Linked DNA regions of Ovis aries: region 2 is linked to region 1. Evidence: chromatin contacts called from public Hi-C data. All regions are on one chromosome and are shown on one strand. Each heading gives the region's core, a stretch centred on a gene start, on an enhancer-like site or on the middle of the called end of the contact. The rest is flanking DNA. Distances are from core to core; before and after follow the strand shown.

The links. Hi-C and Micro-C count contacts between places; a contact is called where the count stands out from the background.
Region 2: a Hi-C map of tail adipose tissue shows a contact between it and region 1, with 2.7 times the contacts expected there. The contact joins the promoter of SFR1 here to the enhancer-like site in region 1. A contact is called at or near these places in 4 of 16 Hi-C or Micro-C datasets (blood, muscle, skin fibroblasts and 1 more).

What each region holds. Positions count from the first base shown.
Region 1 is chr22:24,149,127-24,151,826 of ARS-UI_Ramb_v3.0, reverse strand. The region is part of intron 6 of STN1 (STN1 subunit of CST complex); the gene reads left to right. Among named protein-coding and RNA genes, the nearest start is that of STN1, 22 kb to the left of the region's middle. Within about 2 kb of position 1,441, at least 23 of the 54 cell types and tissues checked have an H3K27ac peak or open chromatin away from gene starts, as enhancers often do. A contact at or near this core is called in tail adipose tissue, where this site is marked.
Region 2 is chr22:24,378,679-24,381,378 of ARS-UI_Ramb_v3.0, reverse strand. It overlaps SFR1 (SWI5 dependent homologous recombination repair protein 1), which reads right to left and starts at 1,291. Exons shown (of 4, transcript XM_027960302.2): 1 at 1,194-1,291; 2 at 1-115. The coding sequence starts at 95. It overlaps CFAP43 (cilia and flagella associated protein 43), which reads left to right. Exons shown (of 44, transcript XM_060405176.1): 38 at 1-1,543.

The DNA of each region.
Region 1 (2,700 bases), core at 192-2,691:
GCCTGGAATTAAAAATTATCTGAGACTTTGCTTTTAGGCTTTCCCTTTCAGCACAGTTCCTCAGTTTTTTCGTTGTTGTAACACGACTTGTATTTGTTTGTTCCACCGGGAATGATCTCTGCTTGAATGTCACCTTCTTGCCCTCCCTGACCTTCTCCTCTAATAGTCATCAGCTTCCTCACCGTGTTATGACCCTGTTACCACATCTCGTGATAACACTGGTATTTATTTGTTTGGCTGTCTATTCCTCCACCAGAATTTAAGTTCTCTAAGAGCAGAGGCTTTGTCTTGTCTCTTTCTTTGCTGTCTAGAAAGGGCCTGGAACAGAGCTGGTGTAAAGTATGTTCTCCACAGTTATTTGTTGATAGAAAGAATGAATGGTTTTAAAAATTCAGGTAGCTCAGAAGTTAATCCCCTGGCAGTCCAGTGGTTAGAACTCGGAGCTTTTTCTGCCAAGTGCCCGGGTTCAATCCCTAGTTGGGAAGCCAAGATCCCACAAGCGTTGCTGCATAGCCAAAAAATAAAAGGAAACAAGCAACAAAAATTAAATAAAATAGAAAATAAAAATTCAAATAGTCCCTGAAAGTATCTAGTTTTCCCATCCTCCCTCCTCCTCCCCTTTCACTAGAGACAAGTGCCATTGCTAGGCTCATGAATATCCTTCTGCGATAATCTGCACACATAAACTAGAGGTAGTTGTATCCTTTCTTTTACACAAATGGTATCCTACTTAACACTGTACCTACGTAGCTTTTCATTGTGTGTGTGTCCTGTAGGTCCTTTCCCCAACCATGTGAACATATTTGCCAGTCCATAATGATCTTTTACTATGTGTACCGTAGTTTCTTAAGGGGTCTGGTCGTTCCTGGACTGTTCAGAGTTTTCTAGTCTTTTGTCGTTGGCAGCAGGGCTGGCGTGGTAACCCTTGCGAGGCAATATGATTATTCTTCACCATTCCGACGGAGGGCTTCCCTAGTGGCTCAGTGGTAAAGAATCCGCCTGCCAATGCAGGAGACGTGGGTTCAGTCCCTGGGTCCAGAGGATCTCCTGGAGGAGGAGATGGCAACCCACTCCAGTCTTCTTGCCTGGGAAATCCCATGGACAGAGAAGCCTGGCAGGCTGCAGTCCACGGGGTCGCAAAGAGTCAGACACAGCTAAGCGACTAAACAACAACAGCATTCTGGTGGAACAGATACCAGGTCCCCATCCCCACCTTGAGTGCGACCACTGCTTCTCAGTTTCGTTCGTGAACCTAATTATCTCTTCCTGGCACCAGGCCGCATGCCCAGTGACCCGCAGTTTCATACACGGAGGTGAGGGATACCGTTTCAGGAAACACCGAGGTGGGGTGGGTCAGGGCTGGCCGCTTTGTTCTGCACCGCTGTGGCTTCTGCACAGGGCTAGCTCCCCAGCTGTCCACTGACAGCACAAGTGACCTTCCTCCCACTTAATCATTTAGAAGAGGCTCAGTGCCAGCTTGGCCTCCGAGGACTTCTGAGCACTCTCTTGGCATGTTTAGAAGGAAACTTTGAAGCTTAGCAAAGACCACATTCTTCCTGTGAGCCAGCTCTTCTGCGAGAATTCAGTAGGGAGAACTGAGGACTAGAAAGCCCCTCCATTCAGAACATTCCAAAGGGGACTTTTGGCATGATTATCTTTTTGTAAATGTTCAGAGCAGAAATCCGTGCCTGCCCGGTGCTGTATGTTTAAAAAGCAATGAATATGGCGCTATATCTGTTTTGTCTCTGGAAGCTCTTTTTCCATCAATTATGAATTATTCTCTTACATGGCTCTGGTTGGGGAGGTCAGTGTTGTGACACTGAATTCTGTTCACTAGAGCCTGGGAGACCTAAGACGCTTCACAATGATGGTGAAACCCTAGATCCTTTGGCACTTTCTGTAGTCATACAGATGAAAGCTTAACAACAACAGAAAATCGTTGTGATCGTGTTATACGTGAGAAGGTGGGAAGAGTGGGTTTGAATGTTTTCCTCCTTTCTTTTTTTGTCCATGGTGGCCCATCTTAGCACATCCAGAAACATGATAAGCAAACTTGCAAAACCATTGTTTCTTTGACAGCTGGATAAATGTTGAGTTTGTTTGGGAATGAAGACTATATATATACTTCAGAGATCCACCCAGTTCCTGACCCGCCACAAGGAGAGGCCTGCGGAGGCTTAGCCCGTTCAGCCAGTCACTGGTTTTGTTTCTGAGCAGTTTCGATTTCCTGAATGGGATGAGTCTGTCACTGCTCTTTAGAAAAGACAAGACAGATACACCTCTCAGGCCAGGGAAACCTCCTAGCTACAAGGGCCACTGGGGTTTTATCCTCAGGACCATGTCTTTACAACCAGCAGGGAATTACATCCCAAGGTCAGCTGAGGCAAATGTTTTTGGAAAGGAAGCTTCACGCATTGTTGATATTTACAGAGAGCCTTTTCTGCTGGGCCCCTCTGGTTCACAGCTGAAACTGCTGTTACTCTCCCATGCCTCACACCCTCCCTTCCTGCTGCTCCGTCTCACTGAACTCGGGGAGGAGGAACCGGGCTTCCTGTATGGTCTGGGGATAATCAACAGTCATTTTCAATGACAGGAATAACCACGTAAAAGCATTTCTAGTCAGTTTCCAATTTACTCCTATATTGGTAAGAGGTAGAATAAACTCAACCCTTAGGATCTTTCTATTAAAGATGAATCACC
Region 2 (2,700 bases), core at 42-2,541, 230 kb before region 1:
TGTTTTCTTGAACTACTTGAATGGGGAGATGGTGGATTGGCACCAGCTTGTGGAGTGCTAGGTAACATCAAAGCCGAGTTTGATGGACTTTCCATCTTGAAATCTTGCTTTACTTCTAAAAAACAGAAAATAATGACAAAACAGAAATCAACTTTGCCCACACCTCTATATATTCAATTTTAAACAACTTCCTTTCACTTAGCTGTGATTCATTCTTGCTTTTTTGCGTGCAATTTTCTGTTTACTTCCCTAAATTAGATTGTTGGTCATTATGGTGACTACTAGTTTTTTCATGACAAGTTACCCAGCTAGCATCTCATATAAACAACTCTCCATTTGTTTTTACTGACTGATAAAAGTCTCAAAACCTGCCATATGGTGGTGGGGCGGGGTAGGCGGGGAGGAGAATAACATTCAGGAATTCTTTAATCTCATTAAGCCAGTTTCACAATGAAGGAAAATGTAATTGAAATCCTTTAGTGCTTTAAGTGCAAATCGCTCAGTCGTGTCCGACTCTTTGCGACCCCATGGTCTATACAGTCCATGGCGTTCTCCAGGCCAGAATACTGGAGTGGGTAGCCGGTCCCTTCTCCAGGGCATCTTCCCAACCCAGGGATCGAACCCAGGTCTGCCGTATTGCAGGCGGATTCTTTACCAGCTGAGCCACAACAGAAGACAATATTTTAAAATTAAAAAAATATATTTATAACTTCTTTAAAGTGCTTTTCGGTGTTTAAATTGAGTTCATCTTATGCCTTTATCTATTGATTACTCTTCCTCTTGATTATGGATCACATTCTCCTACTTCCCACTACTATCCCACTTAAATAAACATAATCAGACCTGTCACACTACCCTAAATCCTAGAAGCTGTGTGCCTAAAACTAACGCCCCCCGGGGGTGAGGAATAAGGAGCACAAGCACAGGTAAGTTTACTCCTGTCTGCATCGTTTTCAATTAAATAGCGAAGAGACCGTGAAAAGGAGAGACTTAAGTTTCTCAAAGGCCATCAACTTTACAGGGTAAAATACCAGAGGAGCCCTCCCTCCCCTCCAGCCACTACAGAAGGCCCACACGAGCCCTCGAGACACCCAAAACCTGAGGTGGAGCTGAGAGGTGCCTTGACCGCGGAAAGGGAGCATTATTCAATTCCCCATCCGAACCCCGAAGAAGTTCAGCTGTCAGACACCCACCCCACACCCCGCACGGTACCTCCCTCAGCCATCCCCAGACAGCACAAAGAGCGCGCTAGCCGCGGCGCCGTTTCAGAGGCCGGGCCGCGCGGGAGGAGGAAGAGACGCGCGATTGGCCAGATTGATTGACACACAGGTCCTCTCCGCCCAGCGCCCGGAGAGGCGGGACTGCGCGCGCGCGGCCTCGAGATTCCGCAAGGGGGCAGGACGAAACGGAGGGGCCGTGACGCGTGATTGGCCGAGTTGACCGATACGCGCGGCTCTGCTCCGCCCAGCGCCCGAGAGTCGCGGCACTGCGCGCGCGGCCGTTTGCTGGGAAGAGCTTTAAAGCAACTAACGGTTCCCATGAGGTGCGCGCTTTTCTTCGCGGCTTCTTCTCGCTCTTTTTTCATACCGCCTTCCTTTGCAGCTTCCTGGGTTTTGTGTTTCTAAAGGACGCCTGAGAATGCCCCTCCTGTTCTCCTAGCTCCCATCAGTCTCTTCGCGCTCCCCACAGCAAAGGCCTTTTCTCAGATTCCACGGGACCCAGAGACTCCGGGCCTGCTGTGTGTTATATTTACAGCTTGTAAACTCCAAAGGCAAAGACTACAAAAAGATGGGTCAATGGCCCGTTGACAGTCAGACACATTAGAAATCTAAGAACCCCAGCGGAACCAGTAGAGCTTCTTTTAGACTGCTGCCTCAAAGTCTGCGGTCCCGCCACGGGTGGTTTTTTGTTTTTGTTTTTTTCTCTTCCTTCTTTTGGCGAATCTGTCTGAAAATTTAGGTTTCTTAGCTTGGCTCCGAATCTTTTCGTCAAACCTGAAAGAAAATGTAGCCCAAGGAAAGTCGTTGGGGTGCAATACAGGAAGCAGAACAATGACTAAGATTAGGTTGGTCCAAACCCTGGCTGAATACTGGGCAGTGGCATCCTCGGTCTAAAATAACCCTCCTCGTTTCCTGTGTAGCGAGGTTCCGTTGCTGTGCAACAACAAAGTGAACTAATTGGGTGGAGCACTGAGTTTGGGAAAAGACAGTTGAGTAATTTCTGAGTCACGTGGAAGTTGGGAATTTTAGCGGGGCAGTGTTTTGAATTCTAAGGAATAGCCATTTTAAACGTTGACACTGTCTTTTTACTAATATCTGATATAAATGGCTTACAAGTAGCAAGGACCCAGACGGAATAACTGAGTGCTAAACAGTGGAATGTATCTACAGAACTTGAAGACCACCTAATGCAGTGATTAAGAACATAAATGTTGGAGTCCAATTGCTTAGGTTCAGATCCCAGCGCCTTTGTGTTGTTTATAATGGAATGTGTCTGTGTCTCAGCTTCCTCATCCATAAAGAGGGGATATAATATCAGTCCTCCTAGGATTTGAAGAATTAAATGAGAATTCAGGACAGGCAGTGAAAAGCGGCAATAGGTATCTAGGAAGCACTCAAAAGTTGTTATATAAGGAACTACAATATCGTCATCACTCTAATTGATCTAAAGGAATGCATCATATAATCCTTTCATCCATCC